2 separate regions of the Anas platyrhynchos genome follow, and region 2 is linked to region 1. Evidence: chromatin contacts called from public Hi-C data. All regions are on one chromosome and are shown on one strand. Each heading gives the region's core, a stretch centred on a gene start, on an enhancer-like site or on the middle of the called end of the contact. The rest is flanking DNA. Distances are from core to core; before and after follow the strand shown. Region 1 overlaps LOC106016325 (a long non-coding RNA gene). Region 2 overlaps AFDN (afadin, adherens junction formation factor).

What was found. Hi-C and Micro-C count contacts between places; a contact is called where the count stands out from the background.
Region 2: a Hi-C map of skeletal muscle shows a contact between it and region 1, with 3 times the contacts expected there. The contact joins two enhancer-like sites. A contact is called at or near these places in 3 of 8 Hi-C or Micro-C datasets (liver, skeletal muscle and subcutaneous adipose tissue).

What each region holds. Positions count from the first base shown.
Region 1 is chr3:46,751,632-46,756,849 of IASCAAS_PekinDuck_T2T, reverse strand. It overlaps LOC106016325 (a long non-coding RNA gene), which reads right to left. Exons shown (of 5, transcript XR_005264692.2): 2 at 1-1,617. KIF25 (kinesin family member 25) reads left to right here. Exons shown (of 16, transcript XM_027454235.3): 15 at 471-626; 16 at 1,872-2,086. The coding sequence ends at 2,029. Among named protein-coding and RNA genes, the nearest start is that of KIF25, 41 kb to the left of the region's middle. Within about 2 kb of position 3,414, at least 2 of the 8 cell types and tissues checked have an H3K27ac peak or open chromatin away from gene starts, as enhancers often do.
Region 2 is chr3:46,829,014-46,834,134 of IASCAAS_PekinDuck_T2T, reverse strand. The region is part of intron 23 of AFDN (afadin, adherens junction formation factor); the gene reads left to right. Among named protein-coding and RNA genes, the nearest start is that of KIF25, 37 kb to the right of the region's middle. Within about 2 kb of position 3,219, at least 1 of the 8 cell types and tissues checked has an H3K27ac peak or open chromatin away from gene starts, as enhancers often do.

The DNA.
Region 1 (5,218 bases), core at 2,165-4,664:
TTCCTCTTAAGAGTTACAGCATGGGCAGTTAGCTGTTATGAAAATGGTGGAACACACCAGCCTTCTCTCCCAAGGTGCCGTGGCCTGCTGTTTTCAAAAGCAGTGCTGTCTTGTCCGACCTTACGGTGTTCCTACTTTCTCAGTTCCCTGTTGTGATACATACGGAGACAAGATGCATTGTACAGCTGAAGGGATCAGCTTCAACACGAGGTACTCTAAACCATCTGCAGGCACTGAACCTTTTTTAACCTTCCTTCAGACGAGCAGAAACGCTGCACAATGGGTTTGCACTCTGCAGTAAGCAACCGCTGCATCTTGCCTTTGGCATGGCTGGACTGGAAGTCACAGCTGAGAATCTGTGTTTAAAAACATCGTGTCTGAAGTGTGTGATACAGCAACAGAATTTCTCACAGATTACAGTCAAAGCAGCTTTACTTGCTCTTACCATTGCCTTTTTCTCCACATGTTAGGCATGTCTGGAGTGACAGGGGCAGCACTGAGAGAGACGTCCTTCATTAACCGCAGCCTGTCTGCCCTGGCCGACGTCCTCGGAGCGATAGCAGAGCAAAGATCTCACGTCCCCTACCGAAACAGCAAACTCACGCATCTGCTCCAGGACTCTGTAGGTAAGGAAGTATTCTGGCTTTCATTTAACAACATAGACTTAATTTCCCAGTCTTTTCCCCTCCTTTGTTGCGCAAAGCCAGAGGAGGATTGTGCAGTGACACTCCTCCTACGTGCGCCTCTGTTTGCAGGAGTGGTGTGACTACACAGCTCCGGGAGTACAGGGAGAGCTCTGAATTTGGCAAAGCCCTCCTGTTTGCCAAGGTTCAGTTTATGAATGCATTTAGAATAATCACATCTCTATCAGGATAGCGAAGGGTAATGATTGTACCTCACTGGTGTTTCAGGTCACGTACACTCTCAAGTTAAGCTTCAGTCTTTACTACTACAGCATGCAGCCATGCATTTGCACGTTCCTTAATATTGGGCCCTGAAGCAGTAGGACAAAGGAGAGAGACTCCAGAACATATGCATGGTACTATACTATGACTCTTTGTATCTGGGTCACCTCTTCCTCTCTAGCTCCTCCTCTGTGCAGAAATAATTTTAAAGCAAGTGGAATTCCCTCAGTACTGTTGAATCCGTGTCAGTCCATGGGGTAGTCCATTCTTCTTCTGCCGGAAAGCATCAGCCCTCGTGCTTTTAGTCTCCAGTTCAAAGCTTTGGCAGTGACTCAGGTAATAGCTCTGCAGAGTTTCTGAAAGACTATGCACTGTGCTTGAACTTCTAATTTCATCTACTGCTAGAGTCCATCCTGTGAAAGGGGAAAGCCAAAGAAACAAGTCCAGGAGCTAAGCTGTGTGGGCACCGAGCCTGGCTTTAACCACGTCTGTCTGGTGCATGACCTGGGTGACACTGTTTACATAAAGTGTTGAAAGTGGTGATTTCCTTGTTTGCTTGATCATTCTCTGAACTTTTACTAAATCTGTTTTGCTTTTTTGTCACAAACATGATAAAAAAATGTCACACAAAGAAGATCCTGAATTTGCAATCATTTGACAAAGCTTAATGAGGTGTCCAGACCTTAAGATACACGCAGACTAACTGGTAATGCTGTAAGGGAAAAAAAAAAATCTATATTACAAATTACGAAGTGTTTATCCTACTGAAAAAAGCATCATATTGGTAGACATAGGCTTCATTTTAAGGAGTTGCCTGTTTTCCGTAGCCTTCCTCATGTTGTCTTCTGCTTCATAGAAGCACTGGCAGCCTATACTGGTCACTATGTACATCTGTACATTACTGGTGCATAACTTACTGAAAATAACAAGATAAATGAGCATGTTTGGGCTTTTTCCTGCTTCCAGGAGGTGATGCCAAACTGCTGGTGATGCTGTGCATCTCTCCCGACCAGAAGTACTTGACAGAATCTCTGCAGTCTCTGGGATTTGGAACTCGTGCTCGGCAAGTTCAGAGAGGACAGATCAAGAAAAAAAATCTCCCAGTGCAGAGTAAAGCAAAATAAAACCTAAGACTCCCATGGATTAAAGTATTATTAATGAGTTCCTCAGGCTGAAATGTATATCGTTGTCCTAAAGCCATTCTTTTAGATATCAACTGCCAGATAAAATAAGCAATCCTCAACATGGCATTAGTAAGCCATAAACCTGCTGATAATGTTCTAGCTCCAAAGATAATAACAAGAATTGACAACAGCTACCAGCCATGGTGGACTCTCATAGAAATAAATCAGGCTTTCTTAGGAAAGCTACTTCAAGACATAGTTTTGGCGATGTGTTTCCTCTAGGCAAGTAAGTAGAACTAAGTCAACAGACCCCTGATTTAGGATGGCTCGCTTCTGAAAGGCCAAGGCTGCCTTCTGTTTTCTCAGTAGAAGGCAGGAGTCTGAACAGCATTCCAGTGCTTCAGAGCAGCAAATGAAATACTTCCTCACAGCTTACATTAAAATGAGACACACCATCACGGCTCGCTCTTCTGTCTCGCGTGGATGGGGTCATTCCCAGTGCACTGTTGACAGGTAGGAGGGTAAAGGAGCCCATCAGCTGTACTGAATGGAGTTTTCTCTGGTTTTAGGTATGGAATAACAGCACTAGTGAGATGGAGAAAAAGGAGTAAGGCTACAGCTGTTACACCTCTGGAATGGAGTTTAGGAAGCAAGTGAGGGGTCACACAGCTTTTTAAAAACATGTTCAGGTTAAGTGGAAGGAGCGAATCCCAGCTCTGCTACAGCTTGCCTACAGCTGTACATGACTACAATGACTACAGCTTTGCCTCTTGTTTGTTTGTTTGCTCACTCCATGAGGGCTGAAGGACCCAGAACTACAGCTCCTAATGGCTAACAGGACCTAATTCCTACAACCATTTCAGTAGCAGTCCTGCTTGTTGTTTCAGTTGCATTTCCAAAGTTAACCACACCACAACATTGAAGTTGTCCGCACACTCTAACAGCATAAATACACGCCTCCCATCTATCAAATGAATAAAACACCAAGAACCCAGCTCATGATATGATGCTAGTCATCCTCAAGAGGCTTTTACACTCCTTCACCAATAGTGAAACGACATCGCACGGGGTTAGTGAATGAAGTTATATGGACAGATGTTTCAAGGAAACTTAGGCAAGGTGAGAAGTGATTCTGAGATGAGTAGATGCATTCAAATAACATCTGATGCATTTTATGCACTGCTTTATAGCTCAGCAGAGGCCTCAGGATTCACTTTGAATTTTTACCTCCAGCAATCACTCTGCCTCTAGCCTGGGAGAAAGGTCAGCACTAGGTCACTGCAAGAAGGCTTAAGTTGCAGTGGCCTGCCCCAAAGGCTGGAGTTTATAGTACTCCAAGTCACTTAGCCTTCACAAGCGTAAATATTTATCCAGAAATTATATAGCATACTATTATTGGAATTTCACCCTTGAATATGTAACAGCTGCTGTGTTGCATGCGGTGCTCTGGTGCTCAGAACATTGGCATTGCAACTTGGAGAGCTGTAATAAGACTTGTTTTCCTAAATAATGTCATGAGGTTAAAAATGCCTCAACTTTACCCGATTCCAGCAGTAACAGACGGGTAGAAAAAGAATCTGGACACGGGACCTTATAAAGCTGAACGGTCACTGAAGGAATCTCAGATAAGAAAGTGTCAGAGTGAGGAATGTCAGCCTGTTAAGCGAAATGCAGGAGCAGACAGCTTCAAGCTTGCCCTAGTCCGATGACAAGGCTACTAAATCAGCCACGATTAGAGCTCTGAAAGTGGTTAAGTGACATGAGAGGGATGAGAGGGCTAGCTGAATCCACCAGCATCTTTAAGGCCCTCAAATATTTTTGAGGATTTTGCACTTTCTAAGTGTTGCATGTAACTTGTTATGATCCGTGCTTGCTTTTCTGGAGCTGCTCTCTAAAACTTGGCCTTTATCTATCATCTGTGTGACAGGGAAAAAGCAGCAATGCCTATTGTTAAAGCTGAGAAATAAAACCTTTAAATATCAGCAAATACCAAAAGTTTAAGTTTCTACATTAACATAAACTCTGCCAAATGGTGCATATGCAGCATTCCCTATTCCTGTTTTCCTTTCCAGTGTAGCATATTACTCCCTGGCCTACGCAGCGAAGCGTACAGGCTATGCAGGGCAGCAGGGTTAACATTTTGCCCTAAGAACTTTCAGTTTGGGAATTTCCTGGGTTACAGACACTTGATTTCTCAATCCCAGCACCAGCTTCGATGCACTGAAGGAAAGAAGGGCAAAAGTTGCAAGGGCGAAATGGCTTTTCTCTGGTACCTGCGTTCTGCATCGCACCTTGCCCTGTCCCCTTGCCAGCTGCAATACAGACTGCAAAATAGGCACCACGCAGCTGCTACCCGCTGAACCAGGCTTCAGATGCTCCTCTAGAATTTATTCTGCCTTTTGCCTTGCCCTGCCCATGAGCTGAGCAAACTACACGTGCAGTGGCAGCTAGCTGCCTCCACCTCCTTCTCAAACCATTCCACAAACCACAGGGCACACCAGGCAATTTGGCCCTGGGAATATTTCAGCAACTCGGTTTAGCATCAGGTTGGCCAAGGGGCAAATGCTGTGTAGCCTGACAAGCGCAGCAGCTGCTGGGAGGCCACTGCTCATGCCCACGTGTCCCCAAGCACCTGGTGTGAAGGGAAGCAGCTTCCAGCCCTCACCTCCTCGACCCCTGCTTGCACAGCCTCTGACTCACCACCGAGTGCCCTCCGTAAAAGCAGAACATCGGGATCTGGTCTGGAGACAAAGAACTGGAGCTCACGTCCTGCCCCACGCAGGAAGTTGTCCAGATCATAGGACATTCACGCTGGGGATCCCTATGCCCTTTGTGCAGAAGCCGCTGAGCTTCCCCCTGACCTGGGAGCGCTCTGAGCAGCAGAGAGCAGGGAAGAGACTTGATTTGCAAACGAGCACAATTGCTTAACAGTGCTGCAGCTCAGCACAGGGTTAAAAAAATCAATCAATAAATAAAAGCGGTAATTAAACCCGCCCACACCTTTGGCCAAGTCTGAAACAAAACCCCGACCTATGCTGAAGTTTGAATGTTATACATTCAATTTCCACGTGTGGCTTCATGCCTTGGCAGCAGCCACACCGCAAAGAGAGGCTGCTCAGGCTAGGAAAACCATAATTAGCATTGGAAGGGTCACAAAAATGCTTAATTTGTTATTAAACAGTCATCATC
Region 2 (5,121 bases), core at 1,970-4,469, 77 kb before region 1:
CATGCTGCTGTTCAGAGACAACTTAGAGCAAACATACAGTAAAAAGTTAACTCTTGTTTAGGGCAGTAGAGCTCAAGCAATATGTATTCCTTGAACTCAGGAAAAGATTTTTTTCCTTTGAAACAAAAGCTACGTAGATTCAAACTGACTTGTGTGTTTAATTTCTTTTGTTAAAAAATAAACATGCCTTTTATGAGTTTGTGCAATATCATATGACTCTGAAGTTGCAGCATTTATAATGGTGAAAGGTTACAGAAGACCACTGACCAAAACTTACATAGTCTTTTACGAAGGCATAGTATGAATTTTTTTGCCTTTACCTACTGCTGTTTGGGTTTCATTGGATCAAAAGTAAAGTATAGTTCTGTAGAAACTGTTGCACGCTTGATTTCAGTCTCAGAATATGACTTTAGGCTAATTACTTTCACTAGTTGACTTAGTTGCTTTGGTTTTCATCCAGATATCTTTTGGAAGCCCTCAATTTTCAGAGTACAAGAGAAATCATGTTAGAAGTCATATACTTCTGTCTAGCACAGACGATGTTACAGTTATTTGTGTCTGCATACCTGCTGCCCATGTTCATCTATTTGTTTTATGGGGGATTCTGAATGCTGTAATTTGGTTGAAAGAAAGTTTGCATACATGCGAGACTACATACAAAACTATGTGATCTATTTTGACCGTCTCAGGAAGTCCATTACACAACATCTGAGGTTCTTTGGTCTCCTGGAAGGAACAAACTTTAGGAAGATAAAAGATGCATTTACTTACTTGCTTTGTACCCAAGTCAATCTTGATTGCAAATGTTCTTTTACTTAGAAACAAAAACAAAACAAAACGTGACAGGCACTTAACTGGAAACCCTTATTCCAGTAAAGAGAACAACAAATCTCTTCAGTCCTTTATATTTACCCCTTTTGAATCTATTTGTACATAGAGGTTATAGGTATGTGGACGTAAAGTTTCTAGGTTATGTTGGATGCTTCAGAATCCAGTTATATTGTACAGCTTGCAGCCTAGATTTTCTCTGAATTGTAAGCCATATATTTTTTATTTGTGCAATATTTCTTTGCTTGCTAATAACGTTGATTTTCACCACAGGCTGAATCCCCATTTCCCATTTAGTTTAATTGGAAATGTTTTCCCTGCTTGTGACTGTATTTTGTCCAACTATGAAACAGTTTGGTATTTTCCCACCCGAAATTCTAGTGGAGGATTTGAGGGAGGAAAGCAGACGTTTACATATATGGAGCACGGGTCAATTTTAAAACTCTTTTTAATCCAGGCTACTGCACGACTCACAGCAGCTGTGGCCACAACTAACAGACAGTAAGCTGCTTCACCTCGTTTCTGTACAGCGTGCTATAAAATATTTTGTCTAACGATGACAGATTTTCAAAGCCTCTAAGTAGGTCCTGAAGTAGCAGAGGCCTTTCCTTCCTCTGCCAAACTTTTTTTCTCTGATCTACACGGAAAAGAAGCTTGCCCTTACTGCAGGCGGGCCGGCTAGCTGCAGAGCTGGGTTCTGGACTGACAGCAAGTAGCTCAGTGAATCGTAGGCATGCTATGTTCTGTACATAATGCAGATAAATAGGCTTGTTCTCAGCCAGATGCAGACGAGAAAATGTATTCAGCTTTAGGGAATGAGTGTTTGAGGGAGAGGGAGTGTTTAGAAACTTTTACTTTTTGCAAAGAGTACATTTGTAAACTGGCTGCATAGTTTACTAAACTGGTATTCTTTAAAGTGCTTATAAGCTTGGATTATTTCAATGCTTCTGGACCTGCTACTTGCCAGGGAGGTCAGACTGAGACTTGACTCTGCTGCATAAACTTGCCTTTAAGGATGTTTATAAAAATTTACGAAGATCTTCTGCGTAAACTTAAGAGTCTGGAATCAGAGAATTAGCCCTGATAAAAATCAGTACAATCTGCTCTGGGTGTAGGCAGATAAAAGATTTCAGGCCTGATAGCTAGATTACAGTCATGGGGCAGAGCTTTATGGTTTTCTTTAAACACACTTTAGTTGCAGGGATTCATTCTGTTTTAAATAGTAGTTTTTATGAAGTTAAACATAAAATTAATGAAAAAGACCAACTTCGGAAGCAGAGTCAATCCTTGAACTATAATAGTCCTTGAACTATTACGAGAGACGCCAGGGCCTAATGGTTCAGCAGTGTGTGTGCACATGAATGTGTGCAATATACGTTATTTAAATGAAGTTGTCTTTATTTTTTTGCAAGATCATGAAAAATACAAGCAAGTCTTGGAAATTAAAAATAAATAAATAAATAAATAATCTGACAGTGTCTGCAAACTTGCAGTCCAGAGTGTTTTGACAGCTAGTCTTGATAGCTGAGGCTATGTACATTGAAAACTGCTTTGAAAAAAGTTTGTAACTTTATGGGGTTTTAATAGATTCAGCCAAACTATAACTGGAGGGTAAAGATGCCTACATTTCAAGACTGCTTCTCCATGTTACAAATTATGTGACGCTTGCAAATATTTAAATATTCAAGTACTGAAGACAGATCTTCAAATTGGTACTGGAAGGTCATTAGGAAGACTTGAATTTCTTGTAAACGTTTAATGTAAAAAAAAAAAAAAAATCTTTTTATTGAGATGCTTTTTTTTTTTTTCTTTAACCAAACACGATTCTGGCGGTTTTTATTGAAAAGTGTTCAGCACTCCAATAAAACTGCTCCAACAAAGCATGTGAATCTAAACCGGTATGGGAAAATGATAGGTCAGAACAAGTAATGACAAGACCTTACTGTCAGTTGTCTGGAGAATTACCGGTTTGGTTAGGCACAGTACACGCAGATAGATATGCTTTGCAGATGCATTAATTTTACCTTCGTTATTTAATACTACAATTTTGCAAACAACTGGAAAAGTGTTTGTTTTTTTTAATGTTCTAATTCAAGTCATGAAAATAACTGGGTCACTCCACAGATCTACTGAAACGGCAAGAATATTACCAACCTAGCAGAAAGTACAGCTCATTGCTGTTCCACCACAGCTTCTAGTGCAGCATCATGTTGGAAGAGGATAGTAGCTCAATTGCTAGGGGTTATCACCCCATTTAGTACCAGTGGGACAGCTTGGTGTCTACAGGCTGTAGGTCCCTGCGTGGCGTGGGTGCTTGGCTTTTAGCCTCAGCTGCGTGTTTCCACCATCCCATCGTGGCTGCTTATCCTGGCAAGTGCAACACGGGGAGGAGGCAGGGGTGGAAATTTGTCTGCTTTTAATGGTTCCGTGGTGACTGAATAACCAGTCTGGGGGCTGGGTATGGTGCTGCCACTGGGGAGGTTATATCTGATGTTACTGTTCACGCTGTTGCGCTATTTATGTTCCAGTTGTATGGAGGTTGTGATGTATGAGCCAAATTTTCCTGTGATCACTACTTACGAGGAAGTTTAATAAAACTCATCTGTCTTGTGGCATAGCAACTCTAGCAGTAAAATGTATTCTTTTTAAGTATTTGCTTTAATTCTGTAATTTTTATTAATTCATTAATCCTGTATTCTTGTCCATCCACATTTCTGCACTGTTCTGGTATGTCAGAGTAGTCTTTTTTTAGATCACTGTAGTGTTTCAGATCACTGTAGTTTCTTACTGTTTTCATTACCACTCAGTCTGATTACTCAATAAAAATGCCCCTTTTTAATTCCCCCTCCTCTGTTTCTACAGCTCTTGTAAATTTTGAAGCAAATGCAGAGTTCTGAGCACAATCCTGTGAGACCAAGGAGGTGCTTGCAAAGCAATGCTAAATGTGAAAACAAGTATGGACTGTTGTGTTGTTTGATAGATGACACATAAAAGCCGATGTAAGAAATAATAATAATTTTGAAAAAGGTTAGTTTGTCTCAAAAGCTGTGGTTACAGTGGCTGCATTATGCAGCTTGGTCCTTTGGCTTCTTTGATAAGATTTTTCACAATCATATGATTAATATGATTTTTTGTAGTCCAGCAGAGAATCATAGCAGGAATAGATGACAGAAATGTCCATTTAGACAATACATATAAAATCTTTGCATAAGTTTTTCTGCCATGAATCTGAGTCAATTAGCAGATTTTTCTGTTTGCAGCCTGTCTGACTTAAGAGTTGGAATCCCTTAAATAAAGCTGTTTTCGGGGTTGGTACTTTTTCTTCACAAATCTAGGATTTGAACACCTTTTTTTCACCCCCCTGCCAGCTCCCTCCTTCCCCCTTGTATCCATGGAATGACTTAAGTGTATTGTACCTGCATTCTAGAGACTGAAAGTGTACTGACCACAGATGCCAAAATTGTTCTTGAAATCTTGAAAAGTTGCCGTCGTTGCAAGTCTTTTCTACTTTTGCAGACCTTTCAGAATAGTCTTCTGGTCAACTAATTTATTTCTTCATTTATTCAGTAAATTCTTGACTAAATTACTTTGTCTGGTGATGTGTCTTGGGATATTAGCTTACATTTTCCAGTTGTTCTGCTTATTTAGAAGACATTTATAAACAGCAGTTTACAGAATTTGTGTTACTTCTTAATTTTCAAAATAGAAGTATTTACCCAGGGCTTACTTTCATGCTTTTTGTGGTATCTTAATTAGTGGACTTCCTTTCTGTCTAGTAATTAAAAGAAGAAAAAACGCGAAGGCATACAAACAAAAGGCTTGAAGATACAGTATGCTATACCCATTACAATAGAGTTTGTCATCTTCTGAAAGTGAAACTAGCTTGAATAATACAGAAAATAATTTGGATATGCTTTCTTGAAATTCAGTGATCAAGGAATAATATTTTCTGAGAAATGTTTCTAACAAGGAGCTTCATAATTACATTGGTTTAATAGTAGAAAAACAGTCTGTGTTATTTTGATGCTTCCTTGAAAAATAATTTTTCTGTGCAGCTTATGTTGATTTATTAAGTGTAAGTCTGCCCTAGCAAAGTCAGCTTAAATTTTGAGATTTTAGGTTAGTAAAATTCCTATTCGTTACAGTTTAATGAACTTTAAATGTTATAGGAAATGTTTAGGGATTACTCTTCTCTGAATTAATAACAAAAAAGTCAACCATGTAAACATATGTCTGTCAATCATATGTCAACATATATATTATGTATATATGTAATTAATAGTTGTTTCTCAG